Regions from separate parts of the Sus scrofa genome. Here region 2 is linked to region 1. A link is a contact called in public HiChIP or PLAC-seq data. All regions are on one chromosome and are shown on one strand. The core of a region is the stretch at or near the end of the contact, and the rest is flanking DNA. Distances in the headings are between cores, read along the strand shown.

Region 1 (4,944 bases), core at 798-3,297:
ATTGACGTTTCCACTCAAAACAACTATGCATTCATGTTGCTTCTTTTCGTAGCGAAGTATAGTTAATTGACAACGTTGTGTTAGTTTCAGGTGTACAGCCCTGCGGCTCCGTTATACACAGACACACATGCGTATGTCTCTATGTAAAACTTTTTCATCCTTTTGCTGTTACGGGTGGAGTTTCCTGTGCCATACGTAGGACCGTGTTGGTTCTCTTCTTCATAGACCGTAGTGCCTACGTGTTCATCCCAAACCAATTTACCCCTCCCCCTCTGCTATCCCCGTTGGTAATCAAGTTTGTTTTCTCTGTCCGTGAGGCTGTTACTGTTTTGTAAATAAGCTCATTTGTATCATTTTTAAGATCCTACATATAAGTGAAGCCCTATGATATCTGTCTTTCTCTCTCTGACTGCACTTCGTATGAAATCCTCTAGGTCCCTCCGTGTTGTTGCAAAGGGCGTGATCTCATTCTTTTGACGGCCGAGTGACCTTTCATTGTGTAAACATCCTGCATCGTTTCCATTTGTCTGGTGATAGACAGTTAGGTTGCTTCCAAGTCTTGGCAAATGTAAGCAGGGCTGCTAGGAACATAAGGGTGCATTTATCTTTTGGAATTCAGCTTTTTCTCTGGCTATGTGCCCAGAAGTGGGACTGCTGCATCATATGACAGCTCTGCTTTTACTTTTGTAAGGGAACCTCCATTCCCGCCAACAGTGTAGGAGGGTTTCCTTTTCTCCACGTCCTCTCCAGAATTTCTTATTTGCAGACTTTTTGATGCTGGCCATTCTGACGGGGGTGAGGTGATGCTTCAGTGTCGTTTTGGTTTGCATTTCTCTAATAATTAGCAATATGGAGGATCTTTGCATGTGCCTATTGGCCAGCTGTCTGTCTTCTTTGGAAAATGTCTCTTTAGGTCTTCTGCCCATTTTTTGATTGAGTTGCTTGTTTTTTGGATATTGAGCTGCATGAGCTGTTTGTATATTCTGGAGATTACGCCCCTGCATTATTTTTTTTTTCTAGAAACAAAGTCTATTCTTAAACACTTTAACAAACATGGACAGAAATTTCTGTAAAATACAAACACTCAGTGTGAGTTCAAGGACCCCCTTGGAGTGCACTTGCGCGCGTGTGTGTGTGATCCCAAAGGTTTATATAAATCCCAATATATATGTGTGAACATACATACTTATGTAAATATGTGCATGCATATGTGTATGCATTATGTAATTTATAAGAAATAAAAGCAAAATCTGGACTGATCATTGACATGCTTGTTTATGACATAAAAGGTCAGATTTCACCACCATCCACACTGTCCCCAAATCCTGCAGCAGGCGGGACAGAGCTGGGGGCAGGTCAGGACAGGGCGGCGCAGGCAGCAGGAAGGAAAGGACGCCTTTCCCGCATGTACCACGTCCCCGCTGCCCTCAAGTTCTATGTTCATAAAGGCCCTGTTTTCCACAGCAACCCGCTTCCTTTCTCACCCATCAGGGCCACACAGCAAATCTTCACACGAGGGACATTCCTGGCTTAGCCAACCAGAGGTTCAGGGAATCAAACCACAACCTCATTTCAGCCTGGCAAGACATCCCCCCCCAGGAGGTGCCACCCCCACATGCCCTGGGGTCACTCCGTGCATGGCCGCAGCCCAGAGCCATGCAGAGGGCAGCCTGGCAGGACAGCGCGGGGCTCACGGTACCTCGGCAGCTCAGGGAGGGCTCCGATTGCGTTTTGGTCAGAAGAACTGGAAAAGGCAGACGACAGAGAGTGACGACGGGCTTCTCGACCCGCGGTGGCACAAAGCCTCCAGCCCTGCGTCAACTTGTGCCAGGGGTCGCGGGGGGCGGGGGTGGGGCGGTTCCCTGGGGGGCCCAGCACGCGAAGGCCCGCGTCCCGGCCCCATCCCCTCGAGGCCTGCACGGGCCGGGCTGCTAGGCGCCGTCCCGGCGGCAGGTGGCAGCAAAGCCCGCTGCGTCTCACGCTGCCGCCGCCGGGCCTCTGCCTTCCGCGCCTCCGGCCTGGGCGTCCCCGTCTCCCCACCGCCTGTGCGCCGGGGACAGGGCGTGAGCGGGAGCGACAACGTGGAGGGCTCCTCAGGGACGGGGACAGAAATGTTCTCCACTCAAGTGTCTGAGTGTCAGGAGGAGGGGACAGAGGCGTTTGGCGGCGATGTCACAGCCCGCACGGCGCACGATGGGCCGGATGAAGGCATGCTGGTCCCGGCAGAGCGGGTCCCCATCACACCAGGGTTGCCCCTCCTTTGTGGGGGAGGCTGCCAGGTCGGGGGGGGGGCGTGCCCAAGGCAGCGAGGAGGGGGCTGGGGGGGTGGGGAGGATGAGAAGAGGGAGCTCCGGCCTCGTTGAGTTTCCCTTAACGGAGAGATGCTGTTAGCGCTGCTACAGGGCTTTCCCGGCTAACAGGTTGCACAACGACGTTTCAAGATACAGCGAGTGATTAGCACGTAACAAACATACTTGCAGAGTCTCTTCCCCTCACAGGCCTAGATGGGGGCAGTTTTTCCTTTCCTGTCTTTCCCTCTTTTTTCCCTATCTTGCCAAAGGAAAGCTCTGTTTCCAGAGTCCCAGAAACCAAATCTAAACAGGGCCACCACAACCAGTCGACACACACGACACCCGGGCCCCTGAAGCAGGTGCTGAGAATAATCCTGTCCATGTTTTAAAAAGATACTGGGTCAAACGTGAGGTGCACTACTCTCAAATGTGGGAACACTTTTTTTTTTTTTGAGGGAATAAATGGTCTATGTTCTTATATGTGACTGAGCTGAAGCCTTTTCTAGAATGTCAGTGAGACCTGGGTCCAGAACCTCTGGCAGGTTCTGAAATCACCGATTGCATACACACACACAAAATGGTAATAAGAATATGCAGAGGTTTTTTTAAATGGGAATTTTTTTAAGCTGAAGAAACATATGAAAACTTGAACACTAATATTTTTAAAAGCCCAACCTGGTCAATATTTGTGGAATAAATAAAAAGGCAACAGATATCGAGTGACCTCATTAAAATGGACAATTTGGTGAGGTCCATCTTAATAATCCTAAAGTAAGCAACACTGACATTTATTTTTGGTCGGACAGTTGTTGAAATAGCCTGGGTCACCCGGGGACAGCCGCTTATACAGCGTGGTCTTGGTGCCAGCATGGGCCTCAAGCTGCCTCTCAAGCCAGGGGGTCTAACTGGGCGACCTCAGGCGGGTGCCAAACTCACGGGAGGAGAAAGCACATTTGGGGAGGAGCCACTTGTGCCGCTGGCTTCAACGGCTAACAACGTGCGAGACTTGGGAGGGTTTAATAGCGACCGCAAAGGAAATCCAAGCCAATACGGTTCACAGGCGGTGTCTGTTCTTTCAGAGCGAGAGCCCCAGTGTTCGCACTTCTCCCCCGTTTAAGCGTCTCGTGGACGCTCACAGGAGAGGGGGGGTCGGAGGCGTGCGGACCACCGGGGGAAAGAGGAGTCACTGCCGTGCCCCCTGCCCTTCGGGGTTCTGCGCCCCCGCCCGCGCTGCTTTGCACCGAATCCGAGATGCGGGGACACAGGCACGTGCCCGGCTGCTGGGCGGCGCATGCGCGCACAGCCGTCCGCGGCCCGGGGGACGTAGGGGGGGCCTCACCTCGCTGGTTGTCCCAGGCGTAGAGCTCCTTTATCCCCAGCTGGCTCAGGGACTTGGAGAGCTCCAGCTCCTCGCCGGCCACGTTGTCCCTGAGGAGCACCACGTGCTCCGGGCTGACGTCGCACTTGGCGCAGATGAGCGGCAGGAGGTTCTGCAGAGGCACCTCGGGGCTCACGCGCACCACTGCCTTCTGCGTGCGCAGGTAGTTGACGACCAGGCGCACGGTCTTCTGCAAAACACAGCGGGCACGACCCCGTGAGCACATCTGCCCACAGCGGTGTTTATGCCAGGGTGGAGCGGGGCCAGACTCTGTGTGGGTCCAGGCTTGCTTCCCAAATTCAGTGGGTCGTGGGCGAAGAGGGCATACTAAGTTGGGAAAAATAAATGCCTGGGACCCTGTGTGTACTTTAGGGATTTTGTTTTGTTTGTTTGGCCATGCTGCCGGAATGTGGAAGTTCCTGGGTCGGCCACGGAGCTCACGCCACAGCAGCGACCAGAGCCACAGCAGGGACAACACCAGATCCTTTACTGCTCTGCCACCAGGGAACTCCAGAAAAAGATCACTTTTCAGGGGACGGCCCGACCTCGGTAATGAACAGCCTTTGATGTGAAGACCCACTTAATTCTATTCAGTGGATGACTCTGACTTTAAAAAATGGAGTATTTTCTCCTTTTAAAAACTATGACGGCAGGTTTCAAACATACAGAAAACGTGTGTGTGTGTGTGTGTGTGTGTGTGGCTTTTTGATTGTTTTATGGGTAAAGCCCACATGCTCTCCGTGCATTTGCAAAGTCTTCCACCTGCACTGCTGACTCAGAGCCGGGCTGACTTGCTCCTGGCCATCCTCTCGTCCTCCTTCCCAACCAAACCGACAGTGATCCCCTGAGAGCACTGAACTTCCTGCCCTCCTTCAGCTGCCCAGGTTGTCTTCAAGGCGACTTAGAGCAGCTACCAAAGCGATGCTTCAGCTGAAGCTGCTGGCTAGGTCAACAACGCGTTTGGCTGCAGCTGTGTTCCTTCTGGCTCATCCTGCCTGGTTCCTTCACAGCTATGTCCTTCTTAACCCACTGAGCCAGTGGGGGGCTCCGCTCGAATCTCCTCTGCTAATGAACAACCGGCTAACGATGTGGGGAAAGGAAAGACAGATCTCAAGGAATAGACTGTCTTTCAAGGATTCCGGACAGACTAACCACAAGGCGCTTAAAACATTTTCTAAAGAAAAATAGTGTGAAACTATCGTGAACAATCCAATTTAAAGGAAAAAAACCCCATAAAACATCAAAATTTTGTTTAAGAAGCCAAAATAGTCACCT
Region 2 (4,944 bases), core at 716-3,215, 96 kb after region 1:
ATTTTGGTTTATTACAGGAAATGAAATATATTTCCCTGTGCTACACAGTAGGACCTTGTTGTTTGTCTATTTATATACGGTAGTTTGTATTTGCTAATCCTAAGCTCCTGGTTTATCCCATCCCTTTTGGTAACCATAAGTTTACCAATAATTTTCTGTGTCTCTTCTTTCAAACACTTGAGGGTCTCTTTCGAAGCACAAACTTTTTTTTTTTTTGTTTTTCTTCTAGGGCTGCATCCATGGCAAATGGAAGTTCCCAGGCTAGGGGCTGTATCTGAGCTGCACCTGCCTCCCTACACCACAGCCATAGCAATGCAGGATTCAGTCTGCATCTATGACCTACACCAGAGCTCAGGGCAACTCTAGATCCTTAACCCACTGAGCAAGGCCAGGGACTGAACCTGGGTATTCATGGATACTAATTGGTTTTGTTACTGCTGAGCCACAACAGGAACTCTGCAAAGTTTGTTCTTGACGAAGTTCAATTAATTTATGTTTTCTCTCGTTGCTGGTGCCATGTCTAGGAAACCACTGCCTAATCAAAGGTCTGTGCGTAGAGTAGTGATTCTCCTCTTTTTCTAAGTTGCTGCGTATTTTCCCCAAAGGCATCACTTGTGGGTTAGGCCGAGCACAGGGGACATTGGGACGCAGCTTCTGCCCGTCTTCTGAGGCTCCTGCCGACTCCTTCTGCACCCTGTTCTGTAGGGAAGAGCGCTTCAAACCAGCTCCTCCCAAAAGAGTAGCCTAATTAGCAGAGTAGCCTAATCTGCTGCTCCTTGTCAGGGCTCATTCCATGTGAAGAGCTACTGGACTCTTCATGGCGTGGAATCCTTGGAGCGGGTGTCAGGGACTGGCTTCTGACCCCCGGGAACCCTGAAACCCCTGTCAAGGGGTAAGAGGGGCGTGGGGCTCATACGGCCCCCGAACTCAAGAGTCCCTGGGTGGAATAGGAGCCAGAAGAGGAACCGAACTGAGAAAGATGGGAAGGGACCACGGGCGGTCATGCCTGAGCCGGTTGGTTCTGGACTCTTCCTGGTGGAGGCCCCAGGAGGCCTCCGACATGCTAAGTCTCAAAGTCACAGGTCTGTGACCCGAAGCAGCCCCTGGCCCATCCCTGGTTTGTTTCTCTTGGACCAGCCTCCAGCACGCACCAGAGGACACACACCTCTTCATCTCCTGTCCCTGCTGATAATAATTAGACCACAAGTCTGTATTGGTTGAATTATTAACCACATGCATAGTTAACATGTAAAGACAGTTACTAGGGGCAAAGCACTATGTTAAATTCATTAACAACATTAATTACTGTTTTAAACTGACCTGAAAGAGAGGTACTACTTTTTTCTTCTTCTTCTTTTTTTTTTTCATCTTTTTAGGGCTGCACCCACAACATATGGAAGTTCCTAGACTGGGGGTCAAATGGGAGCTGCTCCTGCCAGCCTACACCACAGCCACAGCAATGCCAGATCTGAGCTGCGTCTTCAACCTACACCACAGCTTGTGGCAACACAAGATCCTTAACCCACTGAGCAAGGATTGATTTCATTGATTTGATTCAGGGATCAAACCTGAATCCTCACAGATACTAGTTGGGTTTTTGACCTGTTGAGCCACAATGGGAACTCCAGGAGAGGTACTATTGGTTTCCTTCTTTTAGGGATGAAAAAACAAAGACTTTGGGAAATGAACTGAGTTGCTTTGGTGGCACAGAGCAAGGATCTGAGCCAAGGAAATTTACCCAAGAGCCTATATTCTTCACCCTTATCTGAAGTCACTTGCTTTAATCTCTGCCAACACCCAACACCCAAGTGCCCTGTGAACCGGTCAACACAGAAGCAGTTGCTGTCTTTCGATTTGTCAGCAAATGTGTGCAGAATTCACTGCCAAGCGGCCAGTGGAGAGATTGTGTAGGTCCGGCTTATCCTGCCGCTTTGTCATGAGGTTTTATCTGCGCTCCAGCTGTCGTAATTTTTTCTCCTGGTGAGATCACACCGAGAGCCGTGCTTCTGCCTCGTATGCTGTCAGGAGGACACGCCTCTGAGGCTCTCGGCCGAGATGTTCAGCCCCTGAGTTTCTGTAACGTTTGCACCTACACCCGCACCCCACACAAGGGTTGTGCAATTGGGTTTAGGATTCCTCGTGGTGTTTTCTGGAAATAGGATCCTCTTCAGGACATGCATCCTTGGAATTTTGACTAGGGAGGCTTTTCTGACGCAGGCCGAAGTCTGTTCTGTCTTGATGTGTGATCTTGCCTTTGAGTACTTGCCAGGTTTTAAGTCAGCTGACTGTTCAGAACACAGCAGTTTACAAGTGAGACTGTCTCCTTCCTGCTTATTCGGGATCATTCCATTCTGATGTCATTCCCAACCAAAGCATTTACAGCACTCCATATTCTTTCAGACTTTCCTGTGTATTAAAAACTCCGGGAGTTCCCTGGTGGCTCAGAGGGTTAAGGATCTGGTGTTGTCACTTTGGTTGCACAAGTTCAATCCCTGGCCTGGGAACTTCTGCAGGTAGGGTTAAAAAAAAAAAAAAAAAAAAAAAAAGCGAAACACCATGAAACAGAAACAAAGAAACAAAAACTCTGTTATCTTAATAGTTCAAGAGTGTAGGCATCCAGCCAATGAAATATAATGACATTTCTAAATTTCTGATTTGTGGTTTTGGATATTAGTGGTTTGGTGTACCAACCCACGGCCTCCTTCGCAAAGTGATAATTTCATCTTTTATGGGTGTCTGTGGGCTGCGTTTATCAAGGAGAAGAAAGAGGAAGGGTGAGTTCTGTACTCTTGTGTCCCTAACATTTACCACTGAGGAGGGCTCCCCATGGGGCACCTGGGCTCAGCATCAGGCCAGTCTGGTTACGGGATGGACAGGGTCGCCGCTGGGGGTCCCATCTCACCAGGATGAGCCTCCTAGAGGCTCCAGCCCCAGGGTGGAGGGGAGGTAGCAGAGGGGGAGTCCAGAAGTCCACTGCCAGCAGCGTGGGGGATTCTGAGCCTCACTGTGTCAAGGTACAGGCTCCAGACCTTGGGGACATTTGTGACTCTAGCAGGTCTAAGAGACAGCAGTGCTTTGTGGTACAGGGAGGTCCTGGCAGTGGGGTGACTGTCACCAGTGCCGAGGAGGGGCAGAACTGCAGGAGAGGCTCTGGGGGCTGCGGGGGAGGGGGCACCTCGCCTGCAGAACCAATCTGAACAGCCTGTCTGAGAACACTCGAGGGAGGGCCCCCGAGCTACAGAGGCTTGGAGGTTTTAGGCGCAAAGGGATATAGGCAGGCTGCTTCTCACTTGCCGCTCTACTTGGGCGGCGTGACTGCTTCCCCAGGTTTCGTGAGATGCAATTGATCCACGACATTGTGTGAGTTGAAGGTGTGCAAGGCAAGGACCTGACACATGGACATGTTGCAAAACCACGACCACAGCAAGGCTATGGAACACATCCATCACCTTGTCACCATCGTGTGCCTTTTTCTTTTTAGAGCCTCACCTGTCCTGCAGCCTGTGGAAGTTCCCAGGCTCGGGATCGAATTGGAGCTGCAGCTGAGACCTACACCACGCCATGGCAACACTGGATCTGAGCCGCATCTAGGACCTATGCCACAGCTTGTGGCAATGCCAGATCCTTAATCCACTGAGTGAGGCCAGGGATTGAACCTGCATCCTCATGGATACTATATCAGGTTCTTCTTCTTCTTTTTTTTTTTTTTTTTTTGGTCTTTTTAGGGCCGCACCCACGGCAGATGGAAGTTCCCAGGTTAGGGGTCGAATTGAAGCTGTATCTGCCGGCCTGCACCACAGCCACAGCAACTCAGGATCTGAGCCCTGTCTGCAACCAATGCCACAGCTCACGGCAACGCCGGATCCTTAACCCACTGAGCAAGGCCAGCAATCAAACCTGTGTCCTCATGGATTCCAGTTAGTTTTGTTTCTGCTGAGCCACGACGGGACCTCCCCTCCAATTTTTAAATATCCGAATTATTTAGCTATTTTAAATCACTGTGCGGACTGTACCAAACATACTGGCAGGACAAATACAGCACAGAGAGATGGCCAGTGTTCAGCCAGCAGAGGAGCATATGCTGGAGGTAACGACGTCACCCTCAACTGCCTTCTAACCGCGAGCCAAAGACAGCACTTCCCCCAACATGCTTTGCAAGTGGACATGAGATATTTATCAAAACCAAAAATATTCTGGATCATAAAAGAAGTCTCAAAAAACAAGATTTTAATCATGCAAAGTATAGGCCCTGAATAAACGGAAGTAAGTTGAAAATCAATGCACTGAGTCCTGCTGTGCAGCACAGGGAAATACACCCAGTCCCTTGGGAGGGACCCCGGTGGAAGATGGCATGAGAACAGGAGCACACACATGAGCAGGACTGGGTCGCTAGGCTGCACAGCAGAAAACCGACACAACACAGTAAATCAACTGTGCTCTAATAATAATAATAAAAAAGAAATCAATGACGAAGTCAATATCTGGGAAATCTCAAATGTGGGGAATAAAATGCCACACATCTAAATAAACCAACTCAGAAGTCAAAAGAGAAGTGAGAACATATTTTGAGTTGAATGAGACTAAAGACACGCGGTATAAATTCTGAAGGACGCTGTTAAATCAGTCTTGAGGACTGTCTGCAGCCGAAAAGTCCTGCGTCAGAAAAGAAGCAAAGTCTCAAAACAATGACCTCAGTTTCCACCTTACGAAACCGGGAAAAAGAAAGCAAATGAAACCCAAAGCAGGCAGTCGAAATACTAAAGATCAACGTAGAAAAAGGAAGAAAAGAGAACTCAGATGAAACAAGAGGGAAAATCAGTGAAACCAAACGCTGGTTCTGTGAGGTCAGTAAAGTTGGTCAACCCTAGACAGACCAATCAGGAAAAAAAAAGACACAAATTAGTGATATCAGGAGTGGGAGTGCTCACATCACTACAGATCCCA

The links. HiChIP or PLAC-seq counts read pairs in DNA pulled down with a chosen protein or histone mark.
Region 2: an H3K27ac HiChIP or PLAC-seq map of skeletal muscle shows a contact between it and region 1. The contact joins two enhancer-like sites. A contact is called at or near these places in 5 of 47 Hi-C or Micro-C datasets (fetal skeletal muscle, heart right ventricle, mesenteric adipose tissue and 2 more) and 1 of 2 datasets of contacts at active chromatin or transcription factors (skeletal muscle).

The regions. Positions count from the first base shown.
Region 1 is chr9:136,965,049-136,969,992 of Sscrofa11.1, forward strand. COBL (protein cordon-bleu) reads right to left here. Exons shown (of 16, transcript XM_021063931.1): 4 at 3,631-3,859. Among named protein-coding and RNA genes, the nearest start is that of COBL, 88 kb to the right of the region's middle. Within about 2 kb of position 2,048, at least 16 of the 83 cell types and tissues checked have an H3K27ac peak or open chromatin away from gene starts, as enhancers often do. A contact at or near this core is called in omental adipose tissue and skeletal muscle, where this site is marked.
Region 2 is chr9:137,061,401-137,066,344 of Sscrofa11.1, forward strand. No RefSeq gene overlaps it. Among named protein-coding and RNA genes, the nearest start is that of COBL, 8.6 kb to the left of the region's middle. Within about 2 kb of position 1,966, at least 17 of the 83 cell types and tissues checked have an H3K27ac peak or open chromatin away from gene starts, as enhancers often do. A contact at or near this core is called in omental adipose tissue and skeletal muscle, where this site is marked.